Linked DNA regions of Oryctolagus cuniculus: region 2 is linked to region 1. Evidence: chromatin contacts called from public Hi-C data. All regions are on one chromosome and are shown on one strand. Each heading gives the region's core, a stretch centred on a gene start, on an enhancer-like site or on the middle of the called end of the contact. The rest is flanking DNA. Distances are from core to core; before and after follow the strand shown. Region 1 holds the start of NXPH3 (neurexophilin 3). Region 2 holds the start of TAC4 (tachykinin precursor 4).

Region 1 (5,366 bases), core at 2,606-5,105:
AGCGCCAGTCGGCACCTGCAGCGCAGCTGGCTACCACAAGAGACTTAGCGATCCTGATCGGCGGCCCCGCCTCGGCCCCAACCTCTCCGCTCCAGCCGGCTCAAGGGTAACCTGTGTCTGCCTTTCAAGCCATCGGGGGACCCCATTTGCCATTCATTCGCCCAGCACTGAGCGGGTGCCCACTGTGCTGTTTTCTCTGTGGCAACACCAGGAGGCAGGGACCAGCGGAGCCATACAGAGAGGCTGCTTCCACGGGCAAGACAGGAGCAGGGGAAATCAGCTGAGGTGCCAAGCAGGTGCCCGACAGTCCCATCCGGGGTGCCGGGAGGCGCAGAGGAGGCAGGGGCCGCGGGCTGGCACCTGCGCCTTTGGTCCTTCCCCGCCCTTGGGCATCCACTGCGTGAGGAGTGGGGAGGAGGCAGCGCAGTGCTCCTGAGTGGCCGGCGCGGCTGCCATGGCGCTGGGTGCACAGTGTGCTGTGCCTGTGGCCTGTCTGCCCCGCCCCCGCCCCCCAGGGAGCAGCTGGAGGGACCAGGACTGGGTGCGGTTGCTGGAAAAATCTCAGCCAAACCCAGGGGTCCCTTTAGTGTCTCCCACCTGCCAGGTCTCTGTGGTGTTTGCTGCTCACGCCCTCCCCCGCCCCGACTGCCCACATCTGAGTTTCCCAGGCTGCCCCACTTGCCCCTGGCTGCCTGTTTCCCTTGGGAGTCCTTTGGGGGCTCCCCTTTCCTGCTCACCCTTGAAATGCCAGGGGCCCTGGCCTCCTGCATCCATGCCTGCTGCTCCTCTCGGACCCTCCCACCTCCAGACCTCAGGCTGGGTCTTCTCCCTGGAGTGCCCATGGCTGACCCCTGCCCTCTCCCCCAGCCCATCCTCCTGCCCCACCTGTGGTGCCCACCTCACCGGTCACCTCGCAAAGACACCTTCAGTCTCCTGGGTCTCCTTGCCCTGTCGGGTGTGGGAACCTTTGCTCAGTCCAGGGCCATTTGGCTATTTATAGCATCATTCCCGGGCCATACAGAATTATCAATTGAAACACTCGCCTGCTACTGATGTGTTGAGTTTTGAGTCCCACCTGTGGTTGCCTTGGCAGGGCCCGCCCTGGTGGCTTCAGTACGCAAGGTCCTGGGTGTCCCCCACCCTGCCCTAGGCCACTGCATCTATCTCCTGTTTCCTTTCTTTTCCCTCCCTCTGATGTCTAACCCTCACCCTACCAGTGAATGCTCTAAAAGCTTTCTAAAATGCAAATCTGATGATAACCACCGGCCCCCTTAAAATTCAAAGGTGTCTCGGCCAGCGCCATGGCTCACTAGGCTAATCCTCCGCCTGCGGCGCTGGCACACAGGGTTCTAGTCCCATTCGGGGCGCCGGATTCTGTCCCGGTTGCTCCTCTTCCAGGCCAGCTCTCTGCTGTGGCCCGGGAGTGCAGTGGAGGATGGCCCAGGTGCTTGGGCCCTGCACCCCATGGGAGACCAGGAGAAGCACCTGGCTCCTGGCTTCGGGTCAGCGCGGCATGCCGGTTGCAGCGGCCATTGGAGGTTGAACCAACGGAAAAAGGAAGACCTTTCTCTCTGTCTCTTTCTCTCACTGTCCACTCTGCCTGTCCAAAAAAAAAAAAAAAAATCAAAGGTGTCTCATTAAACAGCAGCCCCAAACCCTTGACCCTGTCTCGGCTGACCCCCTCCCCACTCTTGGCTCCAGCAACAGCAAACTGCTCTCAGTTCTCAGCCCCCATCCCTGGCTCATCCTGTGCCCCCTGCCAGCCGTAGTCCTTGCCTGGCTGAGCCCTCACGGCTCTGGTGCCACCTCCTCCAGGAAGCCATCTCCGACCCCCTCTCCCTGGCCCCACCTTCCACGGAGCATCCATGACGCCTTGTACGAGGACCTCAAGCACCTGCTACTCCACATACTGCGGATTACAATGATCGATTTCATGTCTCTGCTCCACACCAGCCGGTGAGATCCTGGAGGGCAGGTTCAGTGTCCCATTCATCTCTGCATCCCAGCCCCTGGCCTGGCGCCTGGCATGGAGGACAGGCTCAGCCAGCGTTTGATGGATGAATGCGGAGCTGAGACTTGAAGGAAGTGAGAGCCAGGAATGGCCAAGAGGGGCGTGAGGGCAAGTCTGGCAGGAGGAGCAGCCAGAGCAAATGTGTGGGAAGTGGCAAAGCGAGAACTCCTACGACTGCCTGCCAGCCATTGTGCCTGCGCTTCGTTTGCACATCTTGTCTCCACTCTGTTCTTGCAACAACAGATCAGGAAACTGGCATCCGAGAACCTCAGTCACCTGCCCAAGGTCACACAGCAGGTCCAGGTGTGGAATGGAATCGGGGGCTGTCTGGCCTGAACACTGAGCTATCTGCCGGGCCACACCGCCCTCCTGGGGACAGGACCTTCTGGAATGGACAGGAGTGGGCCCCGCTCTGCCTCTGCCTGGCTGAGTGCCGGCCCAGCTGCCCACGCTCAGGCTCCTTCCTCCCAGCCGGACCAGAGGCTCAGAGGCCACACAAGGATTTACCTGTTCCTTCCTCCCCTGGCTTGGGGGGGGGGATGTCTGGGGCTGGACCACCCCCCCGCCAACACCAGGGAATTGCTGCTGCACCCTGGTGTGGCCCCGGGGGCCTGGGAACGCAGGGGGCTCTGCGGTGCTGTCTGGGTTCTGCAGATTCTGTCTCCCTCATCGCACTTGGCCCAGGCTGATATTAAGATTCATCTGCATTCCCAGCGCACCCGCCTGGCAGATGGTGGGGGAGGAGGCTGGGTGTGTGCTGGGGGCTGCAGCCAGGGACCAAGCTGGGCCTTGGAGGGCCACAGGGCAGAGCGCCCACTGGGCCCCGAGGGTCCCACCCAGGCTGAAACCAAGCCAGATGCTGGGGTACCTGCTCGTCTCACAGCCTCCAAGGGTGCTGGGACTTGATTTTTTCTTCTAAGGACTAAAGAGACCCTGGAATTCCAGGAAGGAGACCTGGAGGAGTGGGGAGGAGGAGGAGGCACCCCCACCCCACCTCTGAAGACCCCAGGTCAGAGGCTTGTTCTTCCTCCTTGGCTTGGTGGTCTGCAGAGCCCAGAGATATCCAGGAACTCACGGGGACACAGGCCCCCTTCAGCCGGGTGATGTCCATGTCACATGAGGGATGGAGGGACAGCCGGCCCAGGAGCCCTTGTCCGCCCCCACCCCCGCCCGCCCCTGCCCAGCTTCTCCAGAGGCCAGCCCCAACCCCGGCCCCAGAACCCAGAGCAGCTCTCTCGGAGAGAGAGAGTCCAGGGCCCCAGCCACATGCTTCCTGCCTTGGCCACTGGTCTGCGAAGGTCCAGGGATTCTCCAGGGCCCTCCGAATAAGGTAGAGGAAAGGAACGGACGTGACAGCAAAAGGAGAGCAGGCTAGACACCTAGGAGAACTTCCCTCTGCAAGAAAGCAAGTCCTATGGACACGTAGCTGAGGGAACAGGCCAGGATCAGGGAGATGCCCTTATTCACCTCTTAGAATGGGTTTGGAAAAACGGATCTGTCCGAATTCCAGGACTCCTGGGGCGCGCCGGGCGGGGGGGGGGGGCAGGCTAGCAGGTTCCCGATGCCCGCCACGGGAGAATGGGCCACCCGCAAGAAGCGTGAAAAAGGTAGAGCTCCTACCACCCCGGCCACCGTCCTCTCCCTGCCTCGGCCAAGACTTCCCCGGCCTGGCGTCCTGCCCGTTTAGGGCTGGACAGCCAGTGTCCTAGGCGCCCGTGCTGCGGGCCGGCAGGGGAGGAGTTAACTCCGGAGGTACCGGCTGGGCTCACTGTACCTGCCGCCGCCGCCGCCGCCGGTGGGAGGGACGAGGAAGCGGGAGTCGCCGGGGCGCCCAGAGCGCTCCAGTCTGGCAGGGCGCAGCGCGGGGAACGGGCGACAGGGACGCAGCGCGGCGCGGGGCGTCCGCCAGGGGGCGCGCCACGACGGGGCGGGAGGGGCCGTCTGGTCTGGGGAATTAGCACCGGGGACGGGCGCGCGCGCAGGTCCCCAGCACATCTGGGCGAGAGCGGCGCCGCTGGAGCCGAGGGGGGCGCCGAGCGCCGAGCTGGGGCGGCGGAGCCGCCGAGCAGCTGGGGCCCTTCGAGGCGCTCGGGGCGCACATCTGGGACTTCGAGCAGGGCCCGCGCCGCGCGCAGCTGGACCTGGGGAGGGGGCGGCGGCTGCACAGCTGGATCGAAGGGGGCGGGGTCGGTCCTGGGCTACTGGCTGAGCCGAGGGCCGCGAGCCGCCGGGACCCGGAGCATGGGCCGGCGCGCCTGAAGGCGCAGGAAGGGGAGGACGGCGCCTGGGACCCCGAAGGCAGAAGAGGCGAGCAAGGAGGAAGATGCAACTGACCCGCTGCTGCTTCGTGTTCTTAGTGCAGGGCAGCCTGTACCTGGTGAGTGGCCCGCGGGGAGCTGCGCCGAGGGGCGGGGGCCCGCACGATCCGGGGAGAGCGCGGGAAGCTGCCGAGCCCTGAAACTTTCTCCCTTCCCCCGGCATCCCGGGGACGGAGGGGGAGGACAGGCGGCTGGGGGAGAGGGCGGGTCCGAGGCCGGAGGCTGGACGGAAAGGGTTAATAGGGGCGGGGAGCGGGTGCGTGGCTGGCCCACCCACTCCGCGCCTGGTGGCGGGAGGTGCGACAGGCGCCGCGGGAAAGGCCCGAAGCTGGGTCGCCACGGGTTGCTCGACCCCCCTGCCCGGCGCCCCGGGACGCGCGGAAGGCGGGCGGCGAGGGGCGTGGAGCCGGGGACCTGCCGCGTCCGGGGGCAGAGGCTTCTCCCCTGACCCCCGGGCTCTGGGTGCCCCCGTGCGCGCGGCGGGTCCAGGCGGGGGCGGCCCCGCGTCCCTCCCGCCCGCCTGCCTCGCGCTCCCGCCCTCCCCGCCTGTTGTTTTCCTCTCCTCTCCCGGCTGCGCGCAGCCCGAGCCCCACAGGACCCGGGCAGGCGGCTCCCGCCCCGGGTGCTCGCGGCAGCGGAGCGGAGCGCCCAGAGCGCGCTCCCCGAGCATAGGCTCGCGGCTCCCTGGCGGCCCTGGACGCCGGGGAGCCCCACCCCGACCCCTGCCCGTGGCTTCACTCCCCTCCGACCCAGCGGCCGCCAACGCCCGTCTCCACCTCCCGCCCCAGTCCTGCCATGGAGAAGCCCTACCGGCACATCTGGATCTGCCCCTGCTCTCAAAACAATAATCCGCCTTGCGGTCCGCCGTGGGGAGAGCCCTCCCCTTCTCCTGTCCCCACTTGTGGCCTTTTTCTCGGTCCTCCAGCGCTCCGCGCTGTGACCTCCCGGGCCACGTACAGACAGGTCTGCAGCCGGGAGCCCAGCCCCAAGAGCCTCCCTTGGCCGCTGTCCCCCGGGCCCAGCGCTGGGGCCTGAGA
Region 2 (5,360 bases), core at 1,467-3,966, 260 kb after region 1:
TCATCTGGGAAAGCAGCGGAAGATGGCCCAAGTGCTTGGACCCCTACACCTACAAGGGGGATCCGGATGAAGCCCTGGCTCCTGGCTTCAGTCTTGCCCAGCCCTGGCCGTTGCAACCATTTTAGGGAGTGAACCAGCAGGTGGAAGATCGCTCTGTTTCTCTCTGCCTCTGCCTCACCCCCACTGTAACTCTGCCTTTCAAATAAATAAATCCTAAAAAAAGTAGGAACTATGATCTCCCCCAAATGCAAAACCTGAGATGTAACAAGGTGCACTGACTTGTCCAAGGTCACACAGGAAGTGGCTGAATCAGACTCGGAGTCGCTCCAGAGCGTGGCTCGGCTCCACGTTGGGCGATGTTCCCAGCACAGATGAGGAGGGGGCAGCCCATGCACTCAGGACGGGATTGTTTCTCCTCCTGACCTCTGTACCTGCTCTCCTGTCACCCCCCAGGCCCTTCCCCCGGCCCTAGAGTCTGAGCCTGGCTTGTGGATTGGGAGTGGAAGCTATTACCCTGGGCACAGCCATTTTAACCCTTGGGCAGATGGGGCAAGGTGCCCTGAACAGGGGCTGTGGATGGAAGTCCTCATTCCTCCACTGCTTCCGTGACCCGAGCCCGGGCCCTCTCCCCTGCCTTAACCTGAGTCCCACAGGAGTCCCTTCTCTGTGCCCAGCCTTCCTGCTCTCCAGAGCGACACAGGCAGCCGGCCAGAAGGCAGGGAGCTGGGGTTGGGAAAGGTGCTCTTCCTTCCCAGTGCCCTCAGGGTCCCCTGGAGCTCTCGGGACCAGCAGGAGCTGGGGCAGGGGCAGCAGCCGTGGGAGCCCCTCTGCCATTCCCAGCGTGCCTTGCTCCAGATTTCAGGGTCAGGAGGGGATTGTCTCCTAAGCATTTTACCAATTCAGCCCTTCCCAGTCTGTCTCCTTCCTGAGATGTCAGGGGCTGGGGAGGCTGTCTCCGGCTGGAGTCACCTGGCCGGGCCAGAAACCAGAAAAGTCTCTTTGGAGATTTGGACCCATTTCTGAAAAGCCCATGAAAACCACTCTGCCTGGGTAAAAGGCAGCTTCAAATGTGAGCTGGAGAGGAGGGCCGCTTAGGAATTTGTGGGCCTGACCCTTTCCTGCCCATGGGCTAGGAGGCCATCAGGAGCCACACCCACCCCTCTGTACCCCGAAACCCAAATCCCCAGCTCCAGGGCTGGCGGCAGGCAGGGAGGCCCGAGAGCCAGGGAGGCTGCCAGATCGTCCCGGAAGGTGCTCCCATCCCAACCGTCACCTCGGCACTTGGTTTGTATGAGTGCTTAGCAACCCAATAGCTGCAGGTGGTGAGTCTCTCCTCCCGTATCCCCTGCCCTCCATCTTGGGAAGCACCAGGACCTTAAAGGAAGTGAACTGAGAGTAAGGCTTAGCCACGACTGCAGAGTGAGGAGCTTGCCAGGGCGGGGTGTGTGTGGGGGGGAGGGGCAGCAGTGCTAGTTCCCGTTGCTAATGACGCTTTCCACGACCTTGCCCTGAGCTGCCTGCTCTGTCTCTGGGCCGGGACAGGCACTGACCCTGCGAAGCGTATCAAAGCTTGAGAAAAGCCTGGGGGATCATCTCCCCTCTCCCCAAATTTGCAGGCCAGGAAACTGCAGGAGGCAGTGCAGAAGTCGAGGTCTGAACCCAGGTCTCCCAGCCAGGCTGCCTTCTACCTGTGCACACTCTCAAGGACAAACCAAAAAGGAAGTTTGCCGTGCATGGCCGTCCATGCTTGGTTCTTGCCTTGGCCCCGTTTCTAAGAGCTTCCAGGGGGCCTCACCGTGGCCCTCGGACCACAAGCCAAGGCCAGCCCCAGTGTGCTCCCCAACCATGGGAACGGGAGAAGCCAGGCCGAGCCCTGGCCCCGTGGACACCTTCGCTGGGCACCAGTCTCTTACTTCCCTGTGTCTGTGTCCCGTCTCTGTCGCTGTCTGGTTGGGAACTCCCATAAGTTGGGCTCTTCGTCACCCGGTTCTGAGCCATCAGAGCTCCGGGCAGGGTTAGGGGCTGGTGTGGATGCTGGGTCTCCAACCTTAGGTCTCTCCCCACTGGCAGTACTCAGGTCAGTAGGAGAGACCACGAGCCAGTCCTTGTCAGGAAATCTAAAGAATTTCCCCATGTGAGACAAACCTGCAGTCCTGCCTCAAGTTGATGCCCTGAGCAAATTCCGGAAACTCTGAGGCACAGACGCACAGAACAAGTCCTCGGGCAAAGCGTGTGGTTGTTTTGGAAGCTCTGCAGCTTTGGGCAAGCAGTCTGACCACTCTGTGCGATGGAAATGTCACGGTTCCCACCCTTGAGGTCGACATGAGGACTAGCATTTATAAACATGATAAGCTAGCATTTATACACAGTGTTACGCGGCAGTGCCAGGTACATAGCATGTGCTAAAGTGTTTTTTAAATGCCGCCATCCCTACCCCACTGCCCCCCCAACACACACACACACTGCTGCTCCCGTGTGGCTTGAACCTAAACCCAGTGTGCAGCACACACACACAATCTGCTCCCCTGGCAACCTCTGCGACCCCTCCAGCATGGATCACCCCCTTCCTTGGTCTGAGCCTCTCCCCAGCATACCTCCAGGGTCACGGTTACCCAGGGTCCTGCTTCAGCGCCCAGTGTCTGTTCCTCTCCACCATCCTCAGCCGAGGTGCACACAGACAGCCCCATCAGGAGGAGCAAGGTAACGCTGGACGGCATGGTGAGCACTGCTCTGCCCTGGGACCCTCTGGGAGCCCCCCTTGGCCTTAAGACGCCACCTTCAGCAGGCTCTGGGCTGCCCTTGGGTTGCTCGAGTGTAGGAGGGGCACGCTCCCCCTGCTCTCTGGTCCTCCCAGCTATCCTGCTCGCTTCCTTCAGCTTATCTAACACTCCTGGCCTCCCCACCCCACCCCACCCCACCATGTTGCCTGTGCCCCCCCCTCCGCTGGAAAGGCCAATGGTAGCGAAGCTGCTCAGAAGAAGGGGTCAGACCCTCCCCCTGCCTCCCCCTAACATTTGATCCCAGGCTTAACACTCTGTTGCAACACCTGCCTCACCTTTGGCTGCATTCCAGTGGCAGGTGCACAATGGGGCAGTGTGTGGGGCCGGAAGCGTCCAGCACCCTGGCTGCAAACCCCAAGGGAGCCTCCTCATCATGGCCTGTGTGGCAGCTCCCTTCCAGGTGCTCTGCTCTCCCATACACAGCTTAGCTAGAATCCACCACTTGTCTCCACTTGCTGTTTCTGAGCCTCCTCTTCTTCAGCATTCTCCATCAGTAACTTCCTATGTGTGCTTAAAAATATGTGTCTTAGGCCAGCACCGCGGCTCATTTGGCTAATCCTCCGCCTGCGGCACCAGCACCCCAGGTTCTAGTTCCAGTTGGGGCGCTGGATTCTGACCCGGTTGCTCCTCTTCCAGTCCAGCTCTCTGCTGTGGCCAGGGAGTGCAGTGGAGGATGGCCCAAGTGCTTGAGCCCTGCACCCACATGGGAGACCAGGAGGAAGCACCTGGCTCCTGGCTTCGGATCGGTGCAGCACACTGGCCGTAGTGGCCATTTGGGGGGTGAACCAACGGAAGGAAGACCTTTCTCTCTGTCTCTCTCTCTTACTGTCTAACTCTGCCTGTCAAAAAAAAAAAAAAAAAAAAAAAAAAAAAAAAAGCCTTGCCCTAGGAGAAAGGACACCGTACTTAAAGAAATGGCCCAGCAGTTGAGATGCCACTTGTCATCCTTGGGTTGGACTCCTGGCTCCGCTTCTGACCCAGCTTCCTGCTAACACACGGCCTGGGAGGCAGCAGGTGATGGCTCCAGTGGTTGAGCTCCTGCCGCCCACCAGGGAGACACAGATGAGGCTGTAGGCTGGGCTCCTGGCTTTGGGGCTCAGCCCTGGCTGTTGCAGGCATCTGGGCAGTGAACCAGCAGATGGAAGATCTCCTTCTCTCTCTGTCTTTCTGCCTTTCAAATAAAATTAATAAATTTTTAAAAAAATAAATGTGGCTTCTCACAGGTGGTAACTGAGATTTGCCAGAAAAAAATGACCTCTTACCTCCAATGTCATTGGCTCCAAATGATGTTTCTTTTCTTTATCTTTTTTATGTTCTTTATTATTTGAAAGGCAGAGAGAGAGAGAAAGAGAGAGAGTTATCTTCCATCCGCTGGTTCACTCCCCAAATGGCTGTAACAGCTGGGGCTGGGCCAAGCTTAAGCCAGGAGCCAGGAGCCAGGATCTCCATTTGGGTCCCCCCCCCCCCCCCCCCCGAGGTGGCAGAGACGCAAGTATTCAGGCCATTATCTGCTTCCTCTCAGGCAGGCGCATTCGCAGGATTGGAAGTGGAGGTGGGACTGCATTCCAGATACTCAGATAGGGACGTGTGTGTCCCAAGCAGTGACAACACATTGAGCCACAGTGCCCGCGTTGTCAAAACGATCTTCGAAATCCCTCACCTGAGCTGTCTCTCCTGCTTACGACTTCCCAATGTCTCTCTATTGCCTTGAGTTTATTTCCAAATTCCTAGCATGACGTTCATGGTCTTGTTCATTTCCTCTTTCTCTCCTCTCCATCGAGTTCATCCATCTTTCCATCTATCCATCAGTCTAAAACAAGGGCTTCGTGGTCAGAGACTTCCACCTGCAGCCCACCACCCCACCTTTGGCACTTTGCTTAACCCTTCTCATCTGTAAACCAGGATTAATAATAGCACCTGTTGCGGCTAGTGCTGTGGCACAGCAGGGTAAAGCCCTGGACTGCAGCACCAGCATCCCATATGGGTGCTGGTTCGAGTCTCGGCTGTTCCACTTCTGATCTGGCTCCCTGCTAATGCGCCTGGGAATGCAGCAGAGGATGGCCCATGTGCTTGGGCCCCTGCATCCACGTGGGAGGCCCAGAAGAAGCTCCTGGCTTTGACTTGGCCCAGCTCTGGCCATTGCAGCTATTGGGGGAGTAAACTAGTGGATGGTTCTCTCTGTAACTCTACCTTTCAAATAAATAAAATAAATATCTAAAAAAAATTAATAGCAGTCTGTTTCCAAAGCTTGAGGATGAAGCGAGAATGCAGTGGAGCCCACGGCAGTGTGTGATGGTGTATATCTAATGGCCCTTGGCTATAATTGTTAGTGCTATGGACACCAGGTGAGACACTGTCCCTGTCCTGGGGCAGATCACAGCAGGAGGTGAGGAGACCTCGGATTGGCAGATAAGCTTTATGCAGATCTGTAGCTGGCACCCTGGAGGTGGTGGCCAGGGGAGGGTGTGCCCTTCATTCTCTGTCCCAGGCACCCGCTCTGCTCCCAGGACAAGCTGCCACTTCCCACCCCAAAGCTTGCCTCTGCTGGGACCTCCCCTTCCTCCTAGAGAACTCCTACTC

The links. Hi-C and Micro-C count contacts between places; a contact is called where the count stands out from the background.
Region 2: a contact with region 1 is called in a Hi-C map of an unstated tissue, with 4 times the contacts expected there. The contact joins the promoter of TAC4 here to the promoter of NXPH3 in region 1. A contact is called at or near these places in 3 of 6 Hi-C or Micro-C datasets (ear pinna, skin fibroblasts and an unstated tissue).

The regions. Positions count from the first base shown.
Region 1 is chr17:25,585,860-25,591,225 of mOryCun1.1, forward strand. It overlaps NXPH3 (neurexophilin 3), which reads left to right and starts at 3,856. Exons shown (of 2, transcript XM_070060026.1): 1 at 3,856-4,388. The coding sequence starts at 4,335.
Region 2 is chr17:25,848,441-25,853,800 of mOryCun1.1, forward strand. TAC4 (tachykinin precursor 4) reads right to left here and starts at 2,717. Exons shown (of 4, transcript NM_001082165.1): 1 at 2,595-2,717. The coding sequence starts at 2,717.